Linked DNA regions of Gossypium hirsutum: region 2 is linked to region 1. A link is a contact called in public Hi-C data. All regions are on one chromosome and are shown on one strand. The core of a region is the stretch at or near the end of the contact, and the rest is flanking DNA. Distances in the headings are between cores, read along the strand shown.

Region 1 (3,524 bases), core at 435-2,934:
ATTCACCCTTAATGTTCATCAGAACCCAAATCAAATGATCAGATCTAAATTTTGACTCATAAGGCTTCAGAACACGACAGACGGGCTCAGAACGGCGTAATTTTATTGCATTTGAGATTTGATGCACAAGTTCTGAGTCCTTGACGGTAGGTTTCTTTGGGGAATAATCGGGAAAAGGCCTGGTATTGGCAGAGTCCGACAAGTGGAGTATAGGGCCCAAATATCTTTTGAAGAAAGGTGGACCAGATTTGGGGGCAAAACTTTGGGGATAACAATGAGATAAGAGCTGGAAACAATGGCTCAAGGAAGAGACAGCAAACTTGATCATCTTTGCAGGAAAAACCCATCACGAGAAATTTTGAGAATCTTTGTTCAAGAAGACAGCAATTCCTCTCCATGAAGAAGAAACAGAATGAAGGAACTTTCTCATCACACCATCATAAGGAGAATGCAAATTATCATGGTAAAAGCTGCATATATTAGGATAATAATAAATAGACGTTAGCATAGTAGCAAATCAGTGAAATCACATTTTCAGCAACACTCAATCATTACTAAATGCTAAGTGATATGAAATGCCCACTAATATCATCATTAAGCAACACATTAAATTGATATTCACAAATTTATCACTCTCTTCTCATTTGAGCTAAACTTCGTACATAAACCACATGTCATTATGGAGGTGAAGTCAATAGTTAAACAATGAAGGTAATCATTTTAACAAAAATGTTGGTTCACCTCTCTGACTTGTGCAATCAATAAACATTTCTAATGAATTTGAAATTAATGAAAAAAGAATATATAAATCAAATGCTATTCAAGCAGTGAAATTTGAAGTACCTTGTTTTCTCCTTTCAGCAAAACATATTCCTCCGAGTAAAAACTGCTATAGGGAACGAAAGAATTATTTAGCTAATGATGTTATTCCATATGGTGACAGAAGTCACAAAGATCAACACCTCAAGCAAGCCGTATGCAAAACATAAACTCTCATACATCAAAATTTCAACAGCATCTTGTTCAGTGGCCTTTTCCTGATGATGGAGAAAACACTTATATTAGTCAACTGCTGAAATTCTATATTCAGTTCTACTACTGGAAACTTATAAAGAGCCTATTCAATCACCTCTAAAATGTCAAAGCTAAATAAATATATCATCAGTTCCTACTGTTTGTGAAGGAAAAGAATTTCAAACCATGTACTAATGAAAGCAGCTAATTTCAACAGCTTAACAACAAATGTACCCTTTTTCTATACCGATATGAATAGTTCTCTCATAGGCAATTCATCAAACATAAGGAGAGTAAACTTTAGATTCTTTACCATACGCAATCCACACAAAAAAAAAATTTACTATAATTCTATAATCTCAATTGAATCCATAGAGAAACCCAAGAAACGGCTGGAACAACACATTGCGGCAGATTTTAAAGAGCACCTCAAAGAAAGAAAGAAAAAAGTCGATGGCATAGAAAATAAAAGAAAATAAAATAAAGAAAACCCATTAACAGGAAAACGTGAATGCGACTGATACCTTGAATTCGAAGAAAACCAGTAGGAAGGTGCTTCAGTTGGTTTCCTAGTTCCAAAAGAGGTACGAAGATTTTGCTTCGACTGTTCAGCTACAGAAGTAAAAGAGAGACCAAATTGCAGTAGGTGAGCTGCCAGTTGGGACAGTGCTTCATCGTATGGGTTGGGCTTCTACATGATTTTCTCGGCTTCTATTGGGCTTTTTATTTGTTATAGGCCATCAAATCAAATTCAGTTGGGAATTGGAAAATGTATAAATATATGTAGTAATTCATATTCTCTAAATAAAAGAATGCGAGTACTAATAAAATTAATAAAATAAATAAACTTTCTAAATAAATTTATCTACTTATTCTAATATTTCATATTTGTTAAGTTATTCTCTCTTTAACATTAAATATAAACTCATTTTATTAATAATTGATCCCCAATCAAGTATAAAGATAGATTTTGTGACTTTTGCAGCCTCAACTTTGGAAGTTTGGCTTTAGACCTAACTTCCAAACCTTCCAAGTATATATGCCCTTTTGTCAATCAAGTTCACCCCAACCGATGAGTTTTGTCGAACTTGGTTCTAGGATGCAAGAAGAAGAGGAGAAAGAGCTATCATTTCTTTTGTAAGCCTCAGGAAAATGATATGGCTCAAGCCTTTAGCTAGTTACATTTCAAGTACCCTTCCCTTGAGGGTTTTGGGAATTTTACCATCATATAGAAAATGGCCACAACCATCTTGGCCATTCATGTTATTGGCCTACCAGAAGATTGCATTATATGCAGTCAGATGGTTTACCACTAAAAGGTCAATCATCTTTATGACCGTATGTTCATCGCCCAATACCATTGAGAGGGTGATAGATTTCTTGACCGTGATTGGCTGTTTGGCAAAACCATATACTGGGCTAGCTTTCATTAATGTTCTGTCCCTGAGACCCATCTTGTGAAAGGCCTTGGCTGTTAAAATGTCTACCAAACTCTCCATGTCTACTAGGATTCTTTTAACCTAAAAGGTTGAAATGGTGGCTGAGATAATATGAGGTCATCTCCAATAGTTTTATGCCATATTAGTAATTTCATCCTGAATTTTAAGATTTTAATTTAGATTTGACTTTTTTTTCAGGATCAAAATATTAAAATTTAGGATGAAAATGATAATGTAGGATAAAACTATTGGAAAAGTGATACAGATGACGTGGCATCAGTGTTTCATACAATCTTTCCCTAGTAACATAATATTAGTTTTGTCAGAAGAAGAAGACACTTCCTTTGAAAAATCATCTTCCAAAAATAAAAATCATAAAAAAATCTGAAAAGCAGAAAAGAAATTATACTTATCAACAACAATATGATTTCTAATCCTATAAACAACTTATATAACATTGGAAGAATAAATTTTTTTAAGACATCTGATAAAAATGAAAGAATAGAATATCTAAAACTAATAGAACAACTTTATAAAAAAACATAAATACCTATTTGTATTATTCAATTATCATTATATGTTAAACTATCATACTACAAATAGTAGTAGTAGTTCTAATAATTCTAATAATTCTATAGACTTAGAAGACATAAATGTTACAAGTTATAAATCTGATGAAGAAAATACTTCAACAAATGAAAAAGAAAATATAGAAATATCAGAACCAATGGATACTAATCAAACAAATCAAGATCCTAATGGAAAAATAAAATTAGATATGGATCTTTAAAAGATGATTATTTAAGATCCTTTAATAAAAAAAATGAACAAGTTGAAAATATAACAAGAATTTTTGGTAATCAAACCGAAAATATTGCTACTAACGAAATAAAATATGAAAATTTAGAAGAATCGTCTACCCAACCTGTCCCACATAGGATAGATGATCTAAATAAAAGAAATGTTGCTCAAGGAAGAATATATTTAGATCCAACTAATATTCTTATAACAAACTATGAAAAAACCATAGATGAATGGGCATAGTCTATGACTATAGTTGTTAACAACAAC
Region 2 (3,524 bases), core at 544-3,043, 210 kb before region 1:
GTGGTATCATTGACTTGGCCAGAACTGCCACTGAATGACATAAGTTTTCTTCTATGAGGACGACCAACTGTCTTTTACAACATAACAAATACAAAAAAGTTACAATTATGATAAATTCCACACCAAGAGGCTGACGATAAAATGAAAACAAAAAGAATCAAGGTTAGAATGGGTGGGACAAAGATAACAGTTGGGGGGACATAATTATCCTAAAAAAGTTTTAAAAAAAATCCTTTATTCATATAAAGTAAAATATGAAACCAAAATAAGCTGAAAAATTATGCAGGGATGTAAGAAAGATTTCAAAAAATTATACAGGGATGTTAGAAAGATTTCAAAACTAATAAACGCAACGTACCACATCTGTTGAGGCTTGGACAAGAGACTCTTCTTCAGTACAGTTAGTTTGGGGACAAGTATTGTCACCTTTGTCTCTGAAACCAATCCCAAAATTCATATTCCTTTCTCTCTCTAAGCGACTCAGAATACCCTCAACGCCACAATCATCCTTAGCTGCTACTTCTCTGAACAAACCAAAACTTTTGTCAAAAACCTACCAAGGACACAGAACTCCCAAGACTCCAGCATTCTCCCCATTCCTCTAATTTTAAAAGGAGATAATTGGTTTGCAGGAAAAAGTATAAGCTCATTCAAGGCAACACATTTATCTTAGCAATTGTGTTTATATATCCCAAACATCACAAAAATATAAGCACAAGATTGATTCTTTTAACATCATAACGCAGTCAATTTCAAATAATATCTCACAAGCAATAACAAGTCCAAGCAAATTACCTTTTACACAGCAATGAAAGATTAAACATTTGTAACAATTCGTTCTAAACACGGGAATGGTAAACTACAAAGAATAAATTTCAACAAGGCATTCGAATAACAAGTGCAATAACTAACTTTTCCACACAAGAAAATAAAAATAGACTAAGCAAATAAAATCCCAAGAATTAAAGATCTCACAGTGATCTACCAGACGAGGAGGTTGAGCTAGAAGAATTAACAGCCAAATAAGAAGTCCCACTAATTTCAACTTTACTTTGAGCCCTTTCTTGAAAAGTCTGGTTATCCCATTTCTTCTCCTTCTCCAAAAGGTCCCAATCCTTAACACCAGCTTCTGGGAACCCTTTTTCTTGAAATCCATGTTCTTCATCATCATCATCCAAGTCCCAGCCCATAGCAAGCCACCCTCCTTGTCTCTTAATCCCCTCAACCAGATCCATCCTCCCAGCATCAGCCAGCTCTTTCTTGCTTGGAAAAGCCTCAGGTTTGTCACTATTTTTCATGAACTCCAATATATCTGCCTCCAATGCTAAATCCCCGTCGTTGTCCCACCCTTTCTTGCAACAACAAGACCACCAAGAAACCCTTTTCTTATCTTCCCCAAACACCAACCCGCGAACAAGATTCAGCTTCAGAGACACCGAATTCCCTTTGTTCCCTGGGTTAATCCCGCAGAAACAGGATGGGAAAACCCGAGCACGGAAGTGCGTTAAAAACGAATGAGGCGAGACAGAAGTATAGGTGGAGGAGGTGAAGGTGGCCATGATTCTGGCATTTCTCCAAACACTTGCTGACGGTAAAAAAGAAAACTAATTAAAAAGATTCCATCTTCAGGTATCTTAGGCGTGTAGAGAGGGAAGAGGGGGAAAGAAATGATAGGAAGAAATCAATAAAAGGGAAAGGGTAAAGGGGAGAGAGAGAGGGGCTTAGGCAAGTAACGAACAATACTACCGAAAAGCGTAACCTTCATTTAATGCGGAGGTGGTGGAGCACCGTTTTAGATATATTTTGGGCGGGCAAATTTTCACTAATAATCAATACTTTTTACTACTTCAACTCCATTTTCTTTTAATTAATTCCTCCACTTTTTTCGAAATTTTTGGGATGAAACATTTTCTTCTTTTCAAGTGGATCAAATATATTGTTAGCCCTTTTCCCACATTGCTAATCTCTTACTAGAGGTGTGCATGGCCGGGCCACCTAACCCGGCTTGAAGGTCCACTTGAAATGTAAGAGGGTTTAGGCAAAAATATAAGCTCAAAAAATGAGTTTAGAGAAAAAAATAAAACCTGTTTAAAAAACGGGCCGGGCCTTGGGTAAGACATTTTTGGCTCGGGCCCGGCTTGAATTCACTAAATGAAAAAAAATTGATTTTTTAATATTATTTTCTTATTATTTTCTCCCTATTTTGCTACTATTTTACTATTAGGTTGCTATTATTTTGTTGTTATTGTTTGGGTATTATATAAAACTTATTTTATTGTTAATTTTTTTATTATTTTAAAGACATTTGCTAATTTTGTTATTATTTTAGAAGCATTTGCTTGTTAAATTGCATTTATTTTAGTGTTATTTAAGTATACATATTTTTTAAAATTTATTTTCAATTTGTTGAGAAATATTTATTTTGATATTTCTAGTATTTTTGATGGTTTATATATATTTTAAAATTATATAAAAATAATATAAAAATTAATATGGGCGGGTCGGGTCGGGCTCGGGTTTTAACATTTTTATTCTGGCCGGGCTTGGGCAAAATTTTAGGCCCATTTTTTTGGGCTGGGCCTAGCAAACGGGCTTAAATTTTTAGTTGGGCCCGGTCCGAACCCAACCCGGCCCGACCATGCACACCTCTATCTCTTACTATGTCATCATACATTGTGTGTATTTTTTATTTAATAATAACTATTTTAACCAGAATATTTATTTAGTTATATAATTTTATTTTTACAGATAAGTATCATATAAGTTTTATACTCATGAGTTGAATAAATTTTATTAATAAATTAATTTAATACAATAAATATTTTAATACAATTGGCATGCCAATAGAGTCATATGTAGAAATTAGTTTAGTTAGTTGTTGAGTAATTAAGAATTAGTAATGGATTAGTTGCATAGTTAGGTAGCTAGCAAAGTAGTATAAATAGACACATTGTAATTTAATTCAATGATGAATGAAGATTTTGATGTATTCTTTACATTGCAAGTATTGTATCTTTGACATGCTATTAGTCCCAGGTTTCGATTTTTCTCTTAGTCTCCATGGTTGATTTCTTCAATCTCGCTTATTTTTTCCTTGCAGGTTGGTCATTCATATAGGGCCTGGTTGCTTTTTATTGGACCTTGTTATTGGGCTGTTCTGTTTTGCTTTTGGGCTTTCCTCTAATTTGTTTCATTTTCTTTCTTTCTGTATTCTCAATAGTGGCGTTATTGTCTCTCAGCCATGGATTCTACAGTCTTCAATTTCACACATCCTCTTTAATTGTATCCATCTGATACGCCAGGAAGTCTACTTGTTTCTCACCAGCTACTTGGTCTTAAGAATTATAGCCTTTAGAGTCATTCAATGCAAATCGTGTTGTTGGCGAAGAACCAATTAGGGTTTGTCGATGGAGATTGTGGTAGAGATGATTTTGATGTTTCTCTTTATTCCCAATGGGATCACTATAACACAATTGTTCATTATTGGATTCTCAATATTGTCAACACTGAGCTTTCGGCAGGAT

What was found. A called contact is a pair of places that touch in the nucleus more often than the background predicts.
Region 2: a Hi-C map of leaf shows a contact between it and region 1, with 1.8 times the contacts expected there. The contact joins the promoter of LOC107886645 here to the promoter of LOC107886933 in region 1. A contact is called at or near these places in 3 of 34 Hi-C or Micro-C datasets (all in leaf).

Annotation. Positions count from the first base shown.
Region 1 is chrA03:101,750,343-101,753,866 of Gossypium_hirsutum_v2.1, reverse strand. LOC107886933 (pentatricopeptide repeat-containing protein At1g05670, mitochondrial) reads right to left here and starts at 1,684. Exons shown (of 4, transcript XM_041100098.1): 1 at 1,539-1,684; 2 at 1,000-1,037; 3 at 844-886; 4 at 1-470. The coding sequence starts at 328.
Region 2 is chrA03:101,960,397-101,963,920 of Gossypium_hirsutum_v2.1, reverse strand. It overlaps LOC107886645 (protein PTST homolog 2, chloroplastic), which reads right to left and starts at 1,793. Exons shown (of 8, transcript XM_016810680.2): 1 at 976-1,793; 2 at 359-524; 3 at 1-71. The coding sequence starts at 1,559.